3 separate regions of the Mus musculus genome follow, and regions 2 and 3 are each linked to region 1. The links are chromatin contacts, called in public HiChIP or PLAC-seq maps. All regions are on one chromosome and are shown on one strand. The core of a region is the stretch at or near the end of the contact, and the rest is flanking DNA. Distances in the headings are between cores, read along the strand shown. Region 1 overlaps Cdkl3 (cyclin-dependent kinase-like 3). Region 2 holds the start of Sec24a (Sec24 related gene family, member A (S. cerevisiae)). Region 3 overlaps Gm30217 (a long non-coding RNA gene).

What was found. HiChIP or PLAC-seq counts read pairs in DNA pulled down with a chosen protein or histone mark.
Region 2: an H3K4me3 HiChIP or PLAC-seq map of the SCID.adh cell line shows a contact between it and region 1, with 12 read pairs. The contact joins the promoter of Sec24a here to the enhancer-like site in region 1. A contact is called at or near these places in 7 of 39 promoter capture datasets (the 3T3-L1 cell line, the C10 cell line, the HPC-7 cell line and 3 more), 1 of 484 Hi-C or Micro-C datasets (nephron progenitors), 2 of 115 datasets of contacts at active chromatin or transcription factors (the SCID.adh cell line and bone marrow-derived macrophages) and 4 of 9 other capture datasets (adipose tissue, liver, macrophages and 1 more).
Region 3: a contact with region 1 is called in an H3K27ac HiChIP or PLAC-seq map of regulatory T cells, with 2.9 times the contacts expected there. The contact joins two enhancer-like sites. A contact is called at or near these places in 5 of 39 promoter capture datasets (the C10 cell line, cranial neural crest, embryonic stem cells and 1 more), 3 of 484 Hi-C or Micro-C datasets (myocytes, nephron progenitors and uterus), 4 of 115 datasets of contacts at active chromatin or transcription factors (CD8 T cells, T-cell acute lymphoblastic leukemia, embryonic stem cells and 1 more) and 1 of 9 other capture datasets (adipose tissue).

What each region holds. Positions count from the first base shown.
Region 1 is chr11:52,044,416-52,048,728 of GRCm38.p6, reverse strand. All of the region lies in intron 13 of Cdkl3 (cyclin-dependent kinase-like 3), which reads right to left. Among named protein-coding and RNA genes, the nearest start is that of Cdkl3, 42 kb to the right of the region's middle. Within about 2 kb of position 2,103, at least 126 of the 459 cell types and tissues checked have an H3K27ac peak or open chromatin away from gene starts, as enhancers often do. A contact at or near this core is called in CD8 T cells, the HPC-7 cell line, the SCID.adh cell line and 8 more, where this site is marked.
Region 2 is chr11:51,754,888-51,759,200 of GRCm38.p6, reverse strand. Sec24a (Sec24 related gene family, member A (S. cerevisiae)) reads left to right here and starts at 2,367. Exons shown (of 23, transcript NM_175255.3): 1 at 2,367-3,124. The coding sequence starts at 3,028.
Region 3 is chr11:52,312,058-52,316,370 of GRCm38.p6, reverse strand. The region is part of intron 2 of Gm30217 (a long non-coding RNA gene); the gene reads right to left. Among named protein-coding and RNA genes, the nearest start is that of Gm30217, 6.7 kb to the right of the region's middle. Within about 2 kb of position 2,155, at least 51 of the 459 cell types and tissues checked have an H3K27ac peak or open chromatin away from gene starts, as enhancers often do. A contact at or near this core is called in CD8 T cells, T-cell acute lymphoblastic leukemia and regulatory T cells, where this site is marked.

The DNA.
Region 1 (4,313 bases), core at 854-3,353:
CCTGTATCTTTTTAAACAGATGTTTTACTCTGTGGCAGCAGTTATCAATTCCTTACATTTTATATTTATACCTTAGCTAGTAGTAAAATTTTTATCCCTTTTATCTTTTTGTTATTTTGTGATTGTGTGTGTGTGTGTGTGTGTGTGTGTGTGTGTGTATGTGTGTATGCATGTGCACATGTCCCCCATATGTATGTGAAGGTCAGCAGACAACTTTTGGGAGTCCGTTCTCTCCTCCCACCAGATGGCTCCCAGGAATCAAACTCAGAATTTGAGTGCCTTTATCTGCTTAAACAACTTGTCAGCTCTGGGTAATTTTTAAAAACTTACTGACACACTGTTTTGTGTGGCCCATTCGCTTTCTATATCCTTTCTGTGGGAAGTGCTGATGGTGAATATGGCTGTCAATCTGACTTGTTGGAGAGGACTGGTGTGCAGCTGGTGCTATAAGAAGACCGACCATGAACTCAGGTGCTATCCAATAGGCAGGGGACAGACAAAGCAAAAAGGAGGCAGAAGTGGGAAGCAGGCAATTACATGCTTGACTCTTGCTGAGTGGAGGTGAATTTTGCCGTTTCTTTCTAATGTGAACATTGGATGCTTCAGCCTCTAAGGACAGATTTGCACCAGTGGCTCCTCAGGGACTGTCGGGCGTTTGCCCCAGACCGTGGCACACCGTGTCTCTTGTGCTGAGGTTTCCATCTTCTCAGACCGAGAGCCACCTTGGCTCTCTAGTGTGCAGATGGCCTCAGTGCACCCATCAGCCTCTGACGATGTTAGTGAACCTCATAAGCCTACTCTTGGATCATCCTATCATCCTATTTGTTCTGCTTATCTGCGGACCTCTGACTAATACAATAACTGATCATGATCATGTAGATGGTTATCTCACATAAACAACATTTAACAGAAGGCAATTCAAGGCTGGTTTGGTTGAGAACAAACATAAATTAAGAGGTATCTTGTGTCACAAAACAGGATGTGAAACAGTTAAAAACATTAAAAATGAGATCTGGAAGGGAAAAAGAAGACTAGGAGGGCTATACATTCTTAAATGTGAAAAGCTTAGTATCATTTTCAAGAACCAGAATGTTATAGCAAGAATAAATTAAGTAGGCCTGCTTTTTAAACGGTTATCAGACACAATACTCGGAGACTGAAAAGTATCAACTCCATGCCAAGTTTCCAGCTGGGAGAACCATGGGACTGAGATGAGAGGTGTCTTCAAAGGCGGGGCCACTGTGGACCCTGAGCTAGTCAAGCAGTTTGGAGACAACCTGATCACCTCTCACAGCCAGTCCCCTGACTGGACAAGCAGCAAATGATCACCTCTCTGTCTGACCAGAGGGAACACGCACAGGGGGAGAGGGAGCACGCACAGCGGGTATAGACTTCTCACAGGTACACCCATGATACAAATGACCAGGCAAAAACAGTCTCAAGAAAGATTCCCTAAGTCTTCACCCAGGTCCTGCCACACTACCTGCCCACAGCAGCGATCCTCCTTGGGCTGCTCCCCACCCATTCCCAGGAGTCAGTCTCGTTTTCCTTAATAATTCTATGTTCACTCTGTTCATTCTTGTTTGCTTTCCTTATTATTCTTGGGTACAACACAAAACACCCAGAAGACAGAAATGGGGGCCTCTTTGGTGACCAGTGCTTGCCCAGCATCCAAGCTCCGGGGTTAAGCTGACTAAACTGAGACAGGCCCTTTATTACACACAAGGGATCCACATCAGTTTCACTTTTAAAAACAGGAAGAGCTGGAGGGAAACCATGGTTAGGATAAAGCCGTCCTGTTTAGACCTGTATGTCTGCTCTCAGGAGGTCATCTGGGATGTGGGGACCATGCTAAGCTGCTTGCATGGGAACAGGAAGAACAAAGAACTGAAACCCTGTGCTCCAGGATGCGGACAGGGAAGCAGGTGGGAAGGTGATTTAGCAGAGGAGCAGAGGGGCACTTGGAGGTGAGAAAAGAAAGAAGACATGTGACAAAAAAAAAGATGAGAGTGGTTCCAGAAAGGGACGGTGATTCACAGTGTCAAACCTTACACAAAGGTCACAAAGGGAGGGGGGGAGACTGAAGAAAGCCACAGAGCTGACTGATTTAGGAGATGGGTGGAGCCCAGCCAGAGCAGGCTTTCAGGACTGCTGAATCAGGAGCCAGGCCTAGTTAGTTAACAGGCCAAATTTCACTTTACTAATTAATGCAGTAGGGCATGCCTTCTCCTCTCTACCACATCCTCTGTCTCCTTTTGAAAGGAAGTGGGTCCCACAGTTATACTCGTGCGCTACCAATTATCACCTTTTCTGTTTGTGACAACTGAGGGCAAAGGACTGTAGCCAGGACTTCTGCCTCATCCTATGAATATCTACAAGGCAGATTTCAAAACCCAGACCCCGATTACTGATTCATCTGCAGTGCACAGCATGCTTGAAGGAAAGAGATGGTGGCCAGACTCAGTGGCAGCAATCCGGTTAGCAGAGGCTGCCTGCTGAGAAGTTATGTGACCCATCCCTGGCTCATACTTCTTCCAAGGCCACAGTGGCAGCCTAGTGATCTTGCATTTGAAAGTCTCCTCAAAAAAAGAACTCTCATTTTAAAAGTGACAACCACTGAAAAGTCTGGAGATGCCCAAAGTAAGAGGTATGCTTTTAGATCACCTTAAGGACTCAATGAGCAGGGTGGTGGTGCACACCTTTAGTCCCAGTACTCTGGAGGCACAGGCAGGTGGACTCTGTGAGTTCTCGTGCATCTCAGTCTACAGAGTGAGGTTCAGGCCAGCTAGGGGAGACTCTGTAAAACAAGCAAAGAAACAAGAAAATAACAAGAACTCCATGAATGTGCAAAAATTCTGAAGAAAAGACCCAAAACATTGTAAACTCGGGGAAAAAAAGAAGGAAAAGAAAACCAAACCTCTGGCCTATGGTCTTAATGGATGACTGCAGCAGTAATACGGCTCTGTGAGAGGGGGAGCACTAGAGGGCCACTGTGTCTCTACACCGACTTTCTTCCCAAGAGCAGCAGCAGACACACATGTTTATCTTTAGGGTTATTTTATTTCTTATGAATATGTGTGTTTTACCTCTGTACCATGCCTATGCCTGGTGCTGGCAAAGAACAGGAGAGAGTGTTGGATCCCCTGAAACTGGAGTTACAGATGGTTGTGAGACACCGTGTCGGTTCTGGGAATCAAACACAGATCTTCTGAAAGAACAGTCAGTGCTCTTAATCTCCAAAATATCTCTCCAACCATGTCTTTTTTACATTCTAAATTCATACACTCATGGTAGCTCAGACCTTCCGGTGAGGTAGGGGGATAATGAGTTAGAGGCCAGCCTGGGCTACACAACAAGATTGAAGTCAGCCTGGGTTACATTACACAAGACTCTGAAAACAAAATTAACCAACGAAACAAACACACAAAGACCCTCTGAATACAAAGTCTCTTCTCATTTCTAGTAAAACATCTTGTGCACACAGAGCAGACACTGGGTTGTTATCACCTGTCCCAGCTTCATGTCTAAAGCAAATGCAACTCCTCAACACGCCACAGGGCAGAGGGCACGTCCATGCTGAATTTATTCCCAAAGTAAAGAAGTCACAATGTGCTCTGACAACTTACACATTAGAGCAAAACCAAGAAGCACAGCTCGCCTTCCCCAAAGGTATTCTACAGGCCTACAGATAACTGAACTTGATCAGGACAAAGCTACTACGTCTTTGGTCTGTTAAGCCTTATCTCAGGAATTCTCACAATATCTCCAAAAAAACGGAGCCCAGCGGTTAAGAGGACTCAGTCTCTGTTTCTAGCATTCACATGGCAGCTCACAATGTCTGAAACTCCAGTTCCAAGGAATTTGATGCCCTTTCTGGCTTGTGTATGAGGCCAGCACATACATGCAGCCAAAACAATTCATATACACTAAAACAACTTAATGTCTCTCAGGAAAAAAAATTTTTTTTCCGAGACAGCAGGGTTTCTCTGTATAGCCCTGGCTGTCCTAGAACTCACTCTGTAGACCAGGCTGGCCTTGAACTCAGAAATCCGCCTGCCTCTGCCTCCCAAGTGCTGGGGTCAAAGGTGTGCACCACCAAGCCCGGCTGCTAAATCTATTCTTTTTAATGTTAATTTACTTTGTGTGTGTGTGTGTGTGTGTGTGTGTGTGTGTGTGTGTGTGTGTGTGTAAGCTATTGTCCCATTTTCCAACTGAAAAACCTGAGGCAACATAACAATACACACACACACACACACACACACACACATGCACACACATGCAGACACACACACACACACACACACACACACACA
Region 2 (4,313 bases), core at 1,118-3,617, 290 kb after region 1:
GTTTTGTTTTGAAAGATTTATTTTATATGAGTACACTGTAGCTGCCTCAGACACACCAGAAGAGGGCATTGGATCCCATTAAAGATGGTTGTGAGCCACCATGTGGTTGCTGGGAACTGAATTCAGGACCTCTGGAAGAGCAGTCAGTGCTCATAATCACTGAGCCATGTCTCCAGCCCCCTGGTTTTTGTTGTTATTGCTTTGTTTTACTGCTTTTAGGTATGTGGTTTGGGATTTTTATCATAGATGTTCTTTTTTTTTTAAGATTTATTTATTATTATATATAAGTACACTGTAGCTGTCTTCAGACACTCCAGAAGAGGGCGTCAGATCTCATTACAGATGGTTGTGAGCCACGATGTGGTTGCTGGGATTTGAACTCAGGACCTTCGGAAGAGCAGTCAGTGCTCTTACCCGCTGAGCCACCTCGCCAGCCCATCATAGATGTTCTTAAGTGAAAGTTTGATTAAAAGTCATCTTCAGCCAGGAGTAGTGGCGCGTGCCTTTAATCCTAGCACTCAGGAGGCAGAGGCAGGTAGATCTCTATGAGTTCGAGGCCAACCTGGTCTACAAGGCAGTACCAAGATGAGAAACTGTCTCTAAAACACAAAGCAAAACAAACCAAAGAGTTTCATCTTCATCCTAAAGAAGCCTACCTGGATCTTGTAATAAGGAGTGGGGGCGTGGAGAGACGGCTGGTAGTGAAGAGCACCGGCTGTGCTCCCAGAGGACTAGGGTTCCTTTGCTATCACTCACATCATGGCGGTCACAACTGTCAACTCCAGTGCTGGGGGATGCAGTGCCCCCTTCTGACCTCTGTGTGGGCACTGCATACACATGGTGTAAAATACTTTTTTTTTCTTTTCTTTTCTTTCTTTTTTTTTTTGGTTTTTCAAGACAGGGTTTCTCTGTGTAGCCCTGGCTGTTCTGGAACTCACTCTGTAGACCAGGCTGGCCTCGAACTCAGAAATCCACCTGTCTCTGCCTCTCAAATGCCGGGATTAAAGGTGTGTGCCACCATCGACCAGCGTGTAAATACTTCTATGTAGGTACCCATACATACAGAAAACAAACTTTAAAACAATAAAACAATCTTTTTTTTTAATTGTTTAATTCCACTCAGAGCAAATATATTTTAGTATGGTTTTGAGGTAACTATTAATGAAATCAAGGTTAGGGTAAATTTGTATATGTGGTTACTGCTTGCTTCTTGGGTCTGACAGTAGTTTTAGATTGTGCTCTTTTTCTGTAATACTTCGTAGCCAGCATTAGATAGTAAATGAGTTTGGTAAGATGTACTTTCGCCCGAGGTTGTGAAACTCATGGCATAATACGTTTCAATCAGCAGCACACATCTGTGAAGGACTTTGTCATCTGCTTGGAGCAGGTAAAACCAAAGTAGCTAAAGATCACACTGATATCACTAAGTATGTTGCATAACCAACCAGTTTCTACTTCTCTTTGGTCTTACAAGTCAGAAAGTCTGTTTGGGGGTAAAAATAAAAGCAACCCACAAGCTACTTGCCCAGAAAGGACATTTGAATTATTCGACTTAATGTAAACTCTCATAATGTAAACTGCCTTTAATTCTTTTGAACTCAGGGCTTCTTCCTACAAGGTTAGGGAAACTCTTTATGAGTGACCTACATATCTAACCCCTTTTAAAGAAACTGAGTCCTGGTAAATTGCCCAGGCTGGTCTTGAATTCAAGATCTTCCTGCCTCACTTTTCTGTATCCAGAACTATAGGAGTACGATACCATTACAATTACCATTTTAAATGTTATTTAGTCCGGGGCCTCAGTATTTTTTTTTTTTTCGGGACAGGGTTTCTCTGATTAGCCCTGATTGTCCTGGAACTCACTCTGTGGACCAGGCTGGCCTCGAACTCAAAAATTCGCCTGCCTCTGCCTCCTGAGAGCTGGGACTAAAGGCGTGCGCCACCACGCCCGGCTTGGAGCCTCAGTATTAACTAAATACTTGTTATTATAGAAGTTGCCTAGCTCAGTGTAAACTAAGGGCTTCCCTAGGACATTGGACTCCATTGTCAACACTGGGATAGGAGAGGGATGGATTCCCGATCCATGTGTGGTGGATGTACTTCGGAGTGACTATGCTACCAACAGGCTAACGTCAAAATTAATCTTAATCCTCCAGTTGAAAAGAAGAGCTTCCTCCTTAACGTCATCAGACATTTTAACCTTGACCCAGCATCTTCACTCCAGCCCTGGCTGACCTGACTAGGCCGCCTTCGAACTTAGAACACTTCTGCCTCGACCTCCTGATTGCCGCCATGTCCCGCCCATGACACTTTGACAAACACACGTAATTGAACACCTCTTTTTAAAATTCTCTTGCACTCTACAGCTGGCATAGCATCGGCTGGGCCACCAGCGGTAGCCGAGGACATCGGTCGTCTCAGGTAATCCTCAGAGAATCCCGGAAGAGGAGCCGGGTCTCTCCTGTCCCACCCAATCGATTCTAAAAATCCGCACCACCCCTGGGACTGTCAGCAAGGTGACGTTCTCCACGCCGGGTATTTTCGCAGTGGTGACACAGGCTACTTCCGGCGGGCGGCGGGAGTCCGTGACGTGGCAGGCGAGTCCGTGCACGGTCCTCCGGGCCCGGACACGGGACTGTCAGGTGCCCTCGGGGCAGCTCCCCGGGGACAGAGAGCACGGCCGCAGCCTCCAGCCGGAACCGGAAGTGCCACGTGTCCCCACTGTGCCTGCGCGGCCGGCGGCTCCGCCCAGGGCCTCCCTCCTCTCCGGGTTCGGCTGCTGCCTCCGAGCCCGGCGTTCCCAGCCCAGCCGGCCTGACTCCGGAGCCTCTCCGCGCCCTGGCCAGGTCGTGGCCGCCGGCGGGCAGAAGACACGGACACGCCATGCCTCTACTTTGACGTGCCACCCCGCGTGTTCCGCTTCTCCGGCCTCCAGGTCCCTGCCCTCGGTTTTCCTGTTGGAGCTCTTAGGCTGGGCGCTGCGGTCGACCCCGACGGCTCCGTCTTACCCTGAGATCCCCGGGCGCCATGGCCCAGCCCCGGATCCCCGCTGCCCGCGGTGCCGCAGCTAGCCTCCAGGCCCAGAACGGAGCCGCCTCAGCCTCGGGGTCTCCCTACACCAACGGTGAGTGCCGCACGGGGGCGGGGAGGGCGGCACAGCTCGGGCCAGGGACAAGTCCCAGCCAGGTCTACCGCGGGGAGTGGCGGATGACGGCCTGGACCCGGGAGCCGCGGTGGACATGCACCTGCAGATCCACGCTGGTGGGACAGTTTCATGTGTATTTATAGGTTCAGCCTGCAAACAGTAAGCACCTGCAGTATGCAACGTCTGAGATAAACAAGAGGTGAACAAGAATCGTAGACGAAATCAGTTCCCAGAACTGCCTTATGGAGGTCATAGTGTCTGGGTGTCATCACGCAATGCGCCACCTCAGTCCTGTGTCCTGGAGGGCAGGGTTCATCTCGGGTCCGCAGGCTCGAAGTGCAGGGGGGTGGCGGGTCAGTGCTTATTAATACTAATTTGCAGAGATGAATGAATGACTCCGTCTTTGACAGATCCCTTTAGGACTTGCTCATCTCTGCAGGGATCTTTCTTCAAGGATCTTCTTCCTACGACAGTCCTTGGGCCTCCTGTTTAGTTTTTCAGTTGTGGAAGAACCAAATAGATGGATGGCTAGGGCTTCGTTTCTAGGGCCCTCCTCTTCATTTAGAATGTAAGTTAGTCACAACTCTCTGAACCCTAGAGAGAGTACATCTGGCACTATAATTTATCATTTGGCGGGAGAATATCTTATAATTGGATATCTCTTCTAGGATTCCTGACGCCTTCCTACAGCGTGATTTGCTAAGCTTATTTTAATTGATATAATAAAGACTCATTTTCTGCCTACTTACAAATTAGCCTACAAATCTTTGCTTTATGGGAAGAAGACAGGGAGAATAATACTAAAGTACTTACTGTGCCCATTTAAAGTTGTAGAAAATAGCCAGTGACTAAAATTGCTGGTTACAATGTATTTAGAGAAGACTACTGTTTTCTTTACAAAGAATGTTCTTTGTAAGACTTAAAAATGTGGGTAGGCAGCTATGTGGGCAGGGCAAGAGAAGCTGAGAATCACTGACAGGTTTTCAACTTGAATTGTTTCTTGAGTTTATAGTAAGAGATTATGTAAACTACATTTTCTTCTGTGACATTGACATTTGCTGAGAAGATGCAATCATCCACTTTAAGGTGAAAACAACTGAAGATGTCGCCTGTGTGGGTTTTGCTTACGAATTGCACTTAAATCACAAAGTAAATGTGCCAGTAAGCT
Region 3 (4,313 bases), core at 906-3,405, 270 kb before region 1:
ATGTCTGTCCAGGCCTGGACAGTGACCAACTTGTCACTGTTTGTTCTCCTGTTAGCCACTTGATTTCTCTGTGCCTCCATTTTTCCATCTCTGAAATGGGAGTATGAAAGTGTGGCACATCTGCCTGCTTACTCACAGCTCTCGTAGCAGAGATCAAACCAGCTGCTGAAAGATGTAAGACATTTAGAAACCTAAATGTTATATTTATGCAAATCCTGGCAATTCATAGAATCACAGACTGGATTGCTTGGCAGTGGCACTCGCGTCTAAAGGGCTTTTACTATGAAACTTGCATCTTCCTGATGAAGAACTTGACGCCCAGAGAAGTGAAGTAACTCACCTAAAGTCACACAGTTAGTAAGAGACAGTTTAAGACTTAATTTCTCAGATCTAAACTGGCTCTCACCCCTCAACCTCATAGACTCATATCCTTGGGGTTCATGGACACAAGACATAGCTAAATAGAAGGCTGCTTAGGAGTGAGCTAATGTCTTTATCCCATTTATATTATTATTTATTATTATTATTACTAGACAGTGCTTCTTTCTCAACTCATCATCATCATCATTATTATTATTAGACAAGACAGGGTTTCTCTGTGTATTCCTGGCTACCCTGGAATTCACTCTGAAGATCATAGATCAGGTTGGCCTTGGACTCAGAGATCTACCTGTAGTGCACATGAACAAAGCTCTGGCTGGATTCCACCCCCAGAACATCATAAACCTGGCCTGGTGGCTCACTCCTGTAATCCTAGCACTTGGGAAGTAGACTCAGGAAGATTAGGAGTACAAGATCACCCTAGCTATACAGGAAGTTCTAGGCTAGCCTGGGTTACATGAGACTCTAAAAAAGGAATGGGGTGGGGAGAAGTGGGGCTGGAGAAAGATGGCTCCGTGGTTAAGAGCATTTGCTGCTCTTCCAGAGGATGGGGGTTCAGTTTCCAGCAGCTAGATGGTGGCTCATGATAGTCTCTAACTCCAGTTCCCCGTGATCCAAAGCCCTCCTCTGGCCTCTGTGGGCACTGAACACACATGGTACATAGAGATATATGTAGGCAAAACAGCCACAACATAAAATAATAAAATTTTAAAAAATTAAAGAAAAGCAGACATGAACCCTTACAATACAACTGAGAGATCTCATACAGACCAGACAAGCCTCTAACTCCCCATGTAGCCAAGGCTACCTTGAACGACTGATCCTCCTGCCTCCATGCCCAGTGCTGGGATCACAGGCAAATGTCACCGCCATTAATCTATGCAGTGCCCTGGGCTTTGTACATGAAGGGCAAACTTTCTGCCAACTAAGGTACGTTCCTCAGTTCTCTCTCTCTACTCCTTCCTTTCTCTTTCCCTCCTTCCTGTTTGTTTGTTTATTTAAACAGAGCTAGCCCAAAACTTGATAACCAAGGATGATGAACTTTCGATCCTTCTGCCTCCCCTTTCCAAGTGCCAAAATTACAGTCATGAGCCACCATTCCTCATTTGCATCATGCTGGGGACTGAACCTAGGCTTCACTGAGGTTATACAAGCCCTCTATCAACTAAGCTGCACCCCCAGGAGGCAATCCCTCTGTCTCTCGGGTCGGGTCTCTTGGGTCTCTCTCTGTCTCTCTCTCCTCTCCCTTCCTTCTTCCCTCCCTCCCTCCCTTTCTCTCCCCCTGCAAATCTCCCATGCAGGCAGGCAGGCAGGCAGGCAGGCAGAAGGAGCATTTCACAGACTCAGCACATTCTTCCCTCTCATGAGCTCAGGTGTCTGATTTTTCCCTTGCGACGCTCCTAGTGGTGAGCTGGAGGTACAGTGAGCGGTTTTGAAGGCAGGTTCCTTATCTCTAAGCGTTATCTAAGCATCAAAGCCCACTTGAAGAAAAAAAGCAGTTTCAACATCAAACTTGAAAGTTTGACTGTTAAAAGGAAGAGCCGGGACAAAGCGACCACAGCTTTTATCGCACGTTTATGAAGGTGGCGTGTGGTGGGAATACTACGTCTCGGGTCTGCTGCTGAGAATGCTCGGTGGCCTTTGAACAAAAAACAAAACGGTGGATGGAAACTGCCGGTAATTGTCTTTACCTATGGTTTCAGAGGGCGCACACACCGGGCCTTGCGGTTGCGGGCGCTATTTCTTGCTGGGGTTCGCGTCCTCGGCCCTGCCTGGCACCCAGTGGAACAGATCAGGTCTCAGATCTGTGCACCTGTGGTTCCCGCAAGGAGGCAAGTGGATTACCACGAGATAGGGCAACAATGGAAAGTTTTCTCACCTGAAAGGTCTGGGGGAGGGGAAGGGGAGTGCTGTGTGCCCCGGGGAGACTCAGAAAAATAAGAAGCCTGAGAAAGCCAGCCCCCTCCCACCCAGGAGCCCCCTTGGCCCACAGTGTTTATTTTCGTTGTCATAGGTTTCTTCTACTGAAGGAGATGCCCTGGTTTTTGAAGAAAATAAAGTGAGCAAACAGAACTTTGAAGATCAGAGATCCCCCCCCCCCAAAAAAAAAGGTACATGGGGTTAGGGACCTACCTCAGTTATAAAGTGCTTGCCTCGCACGCACAGAAGCCCTGGGTTCAATTCCCAGCACCATATAAACGGCGTGGGGGTTCATTCCTTTAATCCCAGCAGTGGGGAGATAGAGGCAGGAAGATCAGAACCTCAAAGTATCCTTTTAGGGATTTCAAGGCCAGCCTGGGCTATGTGAGACCTCATCTCAAAGAACATGTTTATGTCTAGAGATATGCTCTATATCACAGCAAAAGGCCTACTGGGTGTTTCTAAGAGTCAGCTGACATTGCCCAGGCAAGCCTACTACCAGAGAACACCATGTGGTGACACACAAGGTTCATTTGCTTTTGCTAGGGACAGTGGCAGGTGGGAGGGTCCTATCAAAATGGCCAAAGAATTCTGACAATTCCTTACTCCAGAGGAAAGTCATGGAATCTTTCTGAGCAAGAGACTCGGTCCCCAAGTCCAGGAGGAGGCCCTCTCCAGGTCCTAGTGCCAGACTAAGGCCAGAGTGTCAGGGGCTACTGAAAAGGTTACTCTATGATCCCTAAATTTCAGGCCCTCTGGAGTCTCATCAGCCTGTGATCTGATCAGCCTGAAGCCACATGGCCTTGGTCCATCTTCTGTTGCTCGAACAAAATACCCAACCTGGGATAATTGATAAAGAATAAAGGTTTATTTGGCTCGAGGCTCAGAGGCACAACAGCAGCATCTGGTGAGTGTCTTCTGGCTGCATATAAGGCCATTAGAGTGACACTTGAACCTCTCTCACACTCCTGACCAGTTCCCCAGGTCTCCATAGCTAAATGCCATCCACACGTGGCTGGGAAGACCAACCTGGCAAGCCTTTATGGGGCACACATTCAAATCACAGCACAGCCCTAGACCTGAGCCAGGTGGGCGGAGAGCTGACCACAGGTATGGAAGAAGGGACAAAGAAAACCTTATAGAAGGACTAAGGGGACAAACATGAGACCAGAAGAAGGCCAACTAGAGAGTGTAATGAGGCCAGGTTGTTATTCATGCCCATGTTGTAGGTTCCCAAATATTTTTTAAGTTGGATTTTTCTTTTTTGCAGTGTTAGAGGTTGAAGCCAGGGCCTTGTATCTTCCAGATTCCAAATACAAGCTCTACCACTAAGCTCCATCGAACTGTATTCTGTATGTTTGTAGAGAATATATATATATTTATATTGAATCTCTATGTATACTTATAAAATCTCTAACTGCATTCTAAATATTTATAGGGAAGATATACACTTACATAGAATCTATATCTATATATACTCATATAATCTCTAACTCCATCCTATATACTTATATAGAATGTATATAAATATATTCATATAACCTCTAGCTGCATTTTAAATACTTATCCCCACACCCACAGGCATGTGTAGCTCTTACTCCTCATCAAAGAACCAGAGATGGTTTCAGAATGCCATCACTGGCTAAACTGCAGAGATCAATTGGCCATGAGGTGCCTGACCCCATGACATTTACAATACAACCCCTTCACTTGAGGCTCAAGAGGCATGGAGGAAGAGGGGGAGGAAAGATTTTAAAAGCCAGAAGCCCAGGAATGTTGTTGTGAGATAGTCTGTTCTGGGTGGGATAGGGGGGAGGGAGACAGAGCAGAGTGGGTATGGAGGAGGGGCGTCTGAGAAGAGCTGGGAGGAAGAAGGAGGTAAATATAATCAAGATACCTTACATGACATGTCTGAAGAATGAATAAAAACATTATATTATTTAAAAAACAAAACCCTAGCAAACAAACTAATGAACTAACAGAAAGCAAGCATGATTACTCCTGGAAATGCC